Linked DNA regions of Zea mays: region 2 is linked to region 1. A link is a contact called in public Hi-C data. All regions are on one chromosome and are shown on one strand. Each heading gives the region's core, a stretch centred on a gene start, on an enhancer-like site or on the middle of the called end of the contact. The rest is flanking DNA. Distances are from core to core; before and after follow the strand shown.

Region 1 (3,332 bases), core at 317-2,816:
CAACAACTGCGATCGCCGAGCGAGGATACGACAAATATATGCGTTGCGTTGAATTAGGCGAGTTTCAGACGCGCATTGCCTAGCTAAAAGTCGGTCGGTCACATCAGATTTTCCACTTCTGTTCACGGACGAACCAACCGTTCATCATCGATCTCAACAGGGCAGATATCGAACCCGTCGCAAGAGGACAATTCTTCTACTGGTCATGGGTCGAGGCACACAGTTCGCAGTTGCGTGCCGGTGGTCGAAGCTCGAAAGAACACTGGTTGCCTTGCCAAAAGCACTAGCCCCTGATGGTTACCCCGCTAGTAGCTCAGAGCTGGCGCGCAGTGAAGCAGTGCTGAAGCCACTTCTACAGGCGCAGGATGAGCGACGGATTGGTTGGGGTGCAGTGCTAGTGCAGCGAGCGAACGACCACGGATCCCCCCTTGGAACAGAAAACTGAAAGAAAGCCCTCCCACGTGCGTGGTGAGCTGAATGAGTGCCTGAAAGCTGCTGGAATGGAAGTGCGCCAGAGCCTGCCGTTCGTGATGATTGGTGACTGATGAGCGAGCGACGACTGACGATTAGGGGTGGTAATGGATGGACAGTTCTTCGTAAAATTGTAGGGTCCTAAATAATTTGTAGTTAAAAAATAATAGAAATAAGGTTCGATTTTATTTGATTCTTAAATTTTATAGTATAAAATTTAGAGCTCATTGACGAGAGTGGCAGGGCCAAGCTGGCTTGAGATGATCGACGCGATGCTGTTGGCCCTAGCCAGGACGGGCGTTGGTTCTTTCTGTGCTCCTTCCACCCTCACTTTTCATCTACTATAATCAGCGTCGCGTTAGCCCAGGACCACGGGTCACAGGCCGAATGCGCGCAGCGGGCACAGTGGCTGCAATGGGCGCATGATAATTGATGGCATTGTCAACCATCTTTCATGAAAGGTACAGCGCGATGCAAGTAGCATAGTAGGTCTAAAGTCTGAGCACTGATGATATGAAATATGAAGTCTGAACACTGTAGACATGATGATAGAGATCCTTTCGCGTAAACTAAGGCTATCTGCACTCGCGGACTGCAAACTGGATGCATCGCCATTTACAGTAAAATATTCCTGCAGCGGTGGACTGTATGACCAACTGCACCGGGCCCAAGGCGAGCTCGAACCTCAGATATGGTGTCTTGCAGTGGATACCCTATTCCTCCACGTGGACAACCACCTCTTCCTCGCGCGCGATGCCGGACTTGGACGGAGGAGCAGGCGGCCACGTCTTAGAGCCGGTTGAGGGAAAAATAATATAAAACGTGGGAGTTGGTATAGAGTTGAGATGTAGAGTAAACATGAGCGCAGGGAATTGTTGTATAGAGTAGAGAATATTGCTGATTAGGACGGAATATTCTTTTTAGAGTGGATTTTTAGAGTTGAATGAGTGCGGATAGCCTAAACGGGTCCCGGTCTCCTGTACTCTCCATTTTGCGTTCTTCTGCAATCTGCTCCTTTCTTTTCTGGTGTCACTGTTGTTCACGCAAAGGTGCAAATAGTCACTGCAGTAGTACTGCTGTTCATTCGGCTGCCTTCTTGCGGCTGGCTGCAGCTGCAATTCTACACTGGATAAGCTTTGTTGGCTGCTTTTGCAAGCTTCTGCAATTCTACACCTGGCTGCTTTTGCAAGCTGCTACAATTCTACACCGGACTGCAATTCTGCACCGAATAGCAACGCTGCCAATATCTATGCTCCACGCCAAAATCGATTCTGCACTTTTTTCTCTGACGAGGCAACCAGACTACCCCCACCCTATGAGGCTGGCTGTTTTCAAAACGATGATGTTTCCCCCTAGAGCCAATCTTTTAGGACATCTCCAACCATTACTCCCATCTACCTCACCCCATGTGTACTTTATACTCTATTTTATTATCTATCCCCATAAGATTCCTCCTATAAGTTAACTTCTCCAACCATTCCCTCCACCGGTTCACCCTACATTAACTACCATATTTTATAATATGCATTTCAAATTCATAATGCTTTATACCCATGTATGTCTTCGTTAATTTTGTGTCGTATACTGTCTAAAACATTTTCCTGTGTGGAAGTGAGAGGGGAAGTAGGTGGCGCAGCAGACGGGCGAAGGAGCTACACGCATGGGACGTCGTCGGTGTTGGAAGCTTTGATCGTCAATAATGGCGCCCCTTCGTGTGCATGTGTGGCAGTGAGAGGGGAAGGAGGATGAAAGACAGAGCGAAAGCAGAGCCTAGTGTGTGTCTTCACTTCATGGGCAGGGTCTGCCCTAAGGGTGTGTAGCATGTGTGTAGTCCAAATCCTGTATGTAGTATAAGACTTAGGCTTTCTTTGGAAGAAAGGAAAAGTGATGGAATTTTGAAGGCCTATAAAAACTTTTCTATACAACCATTTTGGAACAAATGTTTGAGTTTCAACAAATCCTATAAAATTTATATGGAATGACCCATTGTAGTGAGATTTTAGAGGATTTCTAACATGAGGTCCAACCTCTTGGAAATTTTCTTTTATGTCCATCTCTCTGCTCTAATTCCTGTGTTCTTCCTATGTTGTATCCAAACACTGTGTTGCAAGTTTTCATGTGTTTTTAATTCTTATATGGTTGCTGATGTGGTTCAACTCTATTCCTACACTTTTTCTATTCCTACACTTTATCAATCCGGCATTCCAAAGAAGGGATTATCCTTTTCCTCTAGCTCATGTCTCATGATCTTGCAGGGAGCGGTGGTGCTCTCATGGATGTGACCTCTCTCAAGGAGGAAGTCGTGCAGATTAGCCAAGCCAAGGAGGCCGACAAGCTGGTACGTGCCCCCCGGCTCTGTGTATCGTCTTGTCTAGCCTTCATCCTCGGACTTTGATCCCTAATTTTTCATCCATCTCCTTGTAATTTTATCTGATAATTTTATATAGAAAGTTGTTCGGGAGACTTGTCTTATTTAAAAAGTCATTTAAATTTTAGAAAACTCAATACCCGATGTTATGAATTTGATGTCATATATACAGGGTCTTCGTATATAATTTCGCTTAGGACCCCGAAATCTTAGGACAGGCCCTTTGACTGGCAGCACACCCATCCACTCTTGAACCTGACAAATAAAAAAAAGGCTATTGTAAACGAGAAATGCATTGGTTATGTGCACTTGTTAAGCTGCATCATGACGTATACCGACTGCAGTAAGTGTGAACAGAACCGAAGGGGGATCCTGATTATGGCTGCAGGCCAATGGATACTCGCTCTCCTAATCAGTGTCCAGAGTAAACTTAAGTACTTAACCGTCCTAGATAGGCCGCGCGGATCTCCCAATCGTTTAAAATTGACTACCC
Region 2 (3,502 bases), core at 61-2,560, 380 kb after region 1:
CCTCGAGAGCAACCTTCATGCGTAAGTTCCATGGGAGCGGCTGGAAGTTCGAGCCCCCTGCAACACCATAGCATTCAGTCCTTTTTTTCATAAAGCGAGAAGCCAAGAATGGAGGGATATCGCGAACGAAACACTCGAGAGAGAGCCTACTCCTGAAGAGATGATGCTCCAGGCTCCCTCTCGGCATATACTCGTACACAAGAAGCCGCTGCTCGTCCTCCAAGCAGTAGCCGATGAGTTTCACGAGATTAGGGTGGGATAACTGCCCCAGGTAATTGACCTCCGCCTGCAAAGTCATCGCAGATGATTAAAGCCACCTATGGTGATGAGCCAAACAACACAAGAGGAGAGTGGAGGGACACGAACCAGCCATTCCCGGTGCCCTTGGAAGCTGTCGAGCTTGAGCTTCTTGACGGCGACGATGATCCCGGCGCCCGGCCTGACGGGCGCGAGCGTGCGCTCATCCATCCACCCCTTGAACACGGACCCGAAGCCCCCCTCCCCGAGCAGGCTGTCCGGCCTGAAGTTCCTCGTGGAGCCTTTGAGCTCGCCGAAGCTGAACTTGCGGACATTCGACGACTCCAGGATCTCCGCCTCCGTACGAGGGGTTGGCGGCACCGACGACGACGAGCCGGACGTCTTGGTGCCGAAGGTGCTGGTGTCGGCCGCGTTCTTGCTGACGCTCTTAGAACCGGCGGTCCCTGGAATCACAATTCACAAGCGTGTCTACTGATTTAGGCAAAGGAAGAAAAAGCTTTGTTCCTCGTGACGCGCCATACTGATTTGGCTAGCTAATACACCACCTGGGCATTGTAACGGGAGCTCGGTGCCATCCTCGCTCACCACCTCTGACTCCCAACAATCGCGAAATGGAGTAGTAAATAGTTCTACTCTCGTCGGATGGGGCAAAAGAAGAAGAAGAAAAAAAAGGCATGGAGATTATTTCAAATCTAGGCCGGCTGTTATTTGTTTCCCCCCTTCCCCCCTCGATCGAAGTGCAACGAAACGGATCAGTAAACGCTCCGGCCTTACTCCTATACCGGAAGCAGAAACAGAAGGTCGCTCCAACAACCAGAGCTAAGAAGGCGGACGCTGGGTGTCAGTCAGTAACCAGGAAGCTGAGATTGCAGTACCTGAGGAATTGGGGGCACTGAAGGAAGGGTTGATCTCGGCGTTCCCCTCCACGCCGGCGCAGTTCCCCATCAGGAACGAGCTCTCGCGGCAGCGCGCAGGCGGGGGGGGAGAGGGAGGTAGAAGCGGCTAGCTGAACTACGTCTGGGTTTATTTGCCTCGTGGTGTCATCCTCTCGCTGCGTGGGAAGGAGGTGATGAGTACAATGGCTGCTGCAGTGCTTGCCCGGCTGGCTCTGGCTCTGGCTGCCTGCCTGCCTGCGAGGGAGGGCGGTGGAGGGTGGTGGACTGGTGGTGGGCGCGCGCCGTGGGGTCCGTTAGGTCATTAATGGACGGGCAAGCCCGGCTTTCCGTCTCGTCTCGTCTCGTCTCGTCTTTGTTTTTTTTTTCTTTCCATGCGCTTCACGCCTTGGCCTCTTCCCGGCTTCAGGTTGAAGAGTACCAAAATTTTGATCTGTGCTTCCATCAGAAACTGTATGATTCCACCGATTCAACGTTCGTCCATTCCTTTTTGTTTTCTGAGTTACCACTATGTCAGAGAATGTTCCGCTGCTTCGATCTTTAATGTAAACTCAGACGGTCCTATGTGTAGACTAACGGTATTCGGTATACGAATGCAAAAAAAAAAAACGTCATTCCAAACTGGACAGCTACAGCCGCGCTCTTCTGGCCTTAATGATAATGCATATACACATGCTGTATTTTCTAGAAAGAAAGAAAGAAAAAACAAGACGCAGTCACGTATATCCAGCGAATACACAGTTATACGGCGATAGTGCACCCCCGGCACAGATTGGTGCAAAACAACAGAGCGCGATAGCGATAGGGGATGTATCGTAGGCGTAGGCCCCGGGCCCTGGCCGGGGTGCTGCACCTGTTTGACTAAACAGACGCTCATTTAGGTTGGAGGAGGAGGAAGTGGCGGTGGTTGGCGCCTGCCTGCTTGGAATTTAGCGCATGCCGATGCCGTGCCCCCCAGCGAATCGCAGGGGAAGCCTCCTCGCGTTGCCGTTGCCGATCCATCATCCGGCGGCACGGCTCACCCGCGCTGCTGCTTGTTTGTTGTTGCGTGGCACCTAGTACTGGCGACCCGAGCCGCACCGCACCACGGTATTGCCCCGACGAGTCTTGGCGGATTGACAACCAGTCGCGCGCGGAAGTCGCCGGTGAAGCGTCACCCACGGGCGCAAGTGGCGATGCGGATTAGTGTAGTGGCCGAGGGACGGTCCCTTTCGATGTAGCTGGAGCCTGCCCTGGACGCTGGAGTCTGGAGGCTGGAGGTGTCAGTCCAACCGCTGCCATGCAACGCAGGATTCATGTCTGGACTCTGGATCTGCCCGGCTATTGTATGGGGGGGAAACCACAAACGTGCTGGTATATACGCGGCAGGCGCGCGCGCGTGTGCGACCGGTACTCCATAACAGGCACTCGCACGTTTAGTTATCCCCACTTCCCCCAGAAGCTTCGAGGCGTGCCAATACTATTTCCATTCCATTCCATTCCATTCCACGCCGACGACATAAATGAAAGGCCACGAACCTAGAAACACACTTGTTTTTTCCGCACGTAGGGAGGGATATCTATCTATATCTCGTCGGATCGGAGAGTAGTGATTCGGATGATGCAGGAAATGGTTCGTCGTCATGGTCATGCATGGAATGGAATAGTGGAGGGAAACGTTTGCCTGCCAACGGCTCAAACACTGCGAGAATGTAGACGGCGGACAGCTCCGATCGATACAACCTGCGTTGGTTGCCATCAGCACAAAAGAAAGGACACTGCGCACATGAAGCGTACGTACCATTCACATATTCAACTCGTCGAAAACGAGAGCAGTTAATTCGGGTGGACCACCCATCGCCGGGGCGCACAGGCTAATGCTAATTCCTCCGTTCCTACTCTCCATTTATATTTAAATACATCTTCCTCAACTATTTCCCCCTTATTTTATCTCCTCTGCAACCATTCCTTATATTTTTAGATAAAGGAAGCTTATATTGAAAATAGCAAGTCATTACATCAAGAGGATACAAATCCTTGGTACAGAACTTCCGACCTCTGCCTAATGCACATAGCTAACTAAAAAAATCAAAAAACATTGATCTAGTGATAACCGATCCGAAGTCTAGAACGCCACCCGTGCCTCCGGCAGAAAAACGCCATGGCCACTCTCACCAAGGTTCGTGATCCTGTTACAACCATAAGCCGAACCTCCTTCCTCTGTAGACTAGCCCACCGTGAAAGCCAATGTGACGCCGACAAGATAACCTGCAAAGGAGAGCAGTAGAGTTTTTTTTCTCAAACACTAAATCGTTTCTACCGGTCCAAAGAGCCCAGCACAAGACCGCCGCTCCAAGTAGAAACACATATTT

Evidence for each region. Hi-C and Micro-C count contacts between places; a contact is called where the count stands out from the background.
Region 2: a Hi-C map of bundle sheath shows a contact between it and region 1, with 2.7 times the contacts expected there. The contact joins the promoter of LOC100282988 here to the enhancer-like site in region 1. A contact is called at or near these places in 2 of 25 Hi-C or Micro-C datasets (bundle sheath and ear).

The regions. Positions count from the first base shown.
Region 1 is chr1:39,987,310-39,990,641 of Zm-B73-REFERENCE-NAM-5.0, forward strand. No RefSeq gene overlaps it. Among protein-coding and RNA genes, the nearest start is that of LOC100273259, 17 kb to the right of the region's middle. Within about 2 kb of position 1,567, at least 14 of the 20 cell types and tissues checked have an H3K27ac peak or open chromatin away from gene starts, as enhancers often do. A contact at or near this core is called in bundle sheath and ear, where this site is marked.
Region 2 is chr1:40,366,740-40,370,241 of Zm-B73-REFERENCE-NAM-5.0, forward strand. LOC100282988 (protein kinase APK1A) reads right to left here and starts at 1,311. Exons shown (of 6, transcript NM_001155892.1): 1 at 1,134-1,311; 2 at 367-701; 3 at 151-286; 4 at 1-57. The coding sequence starts at 1,203.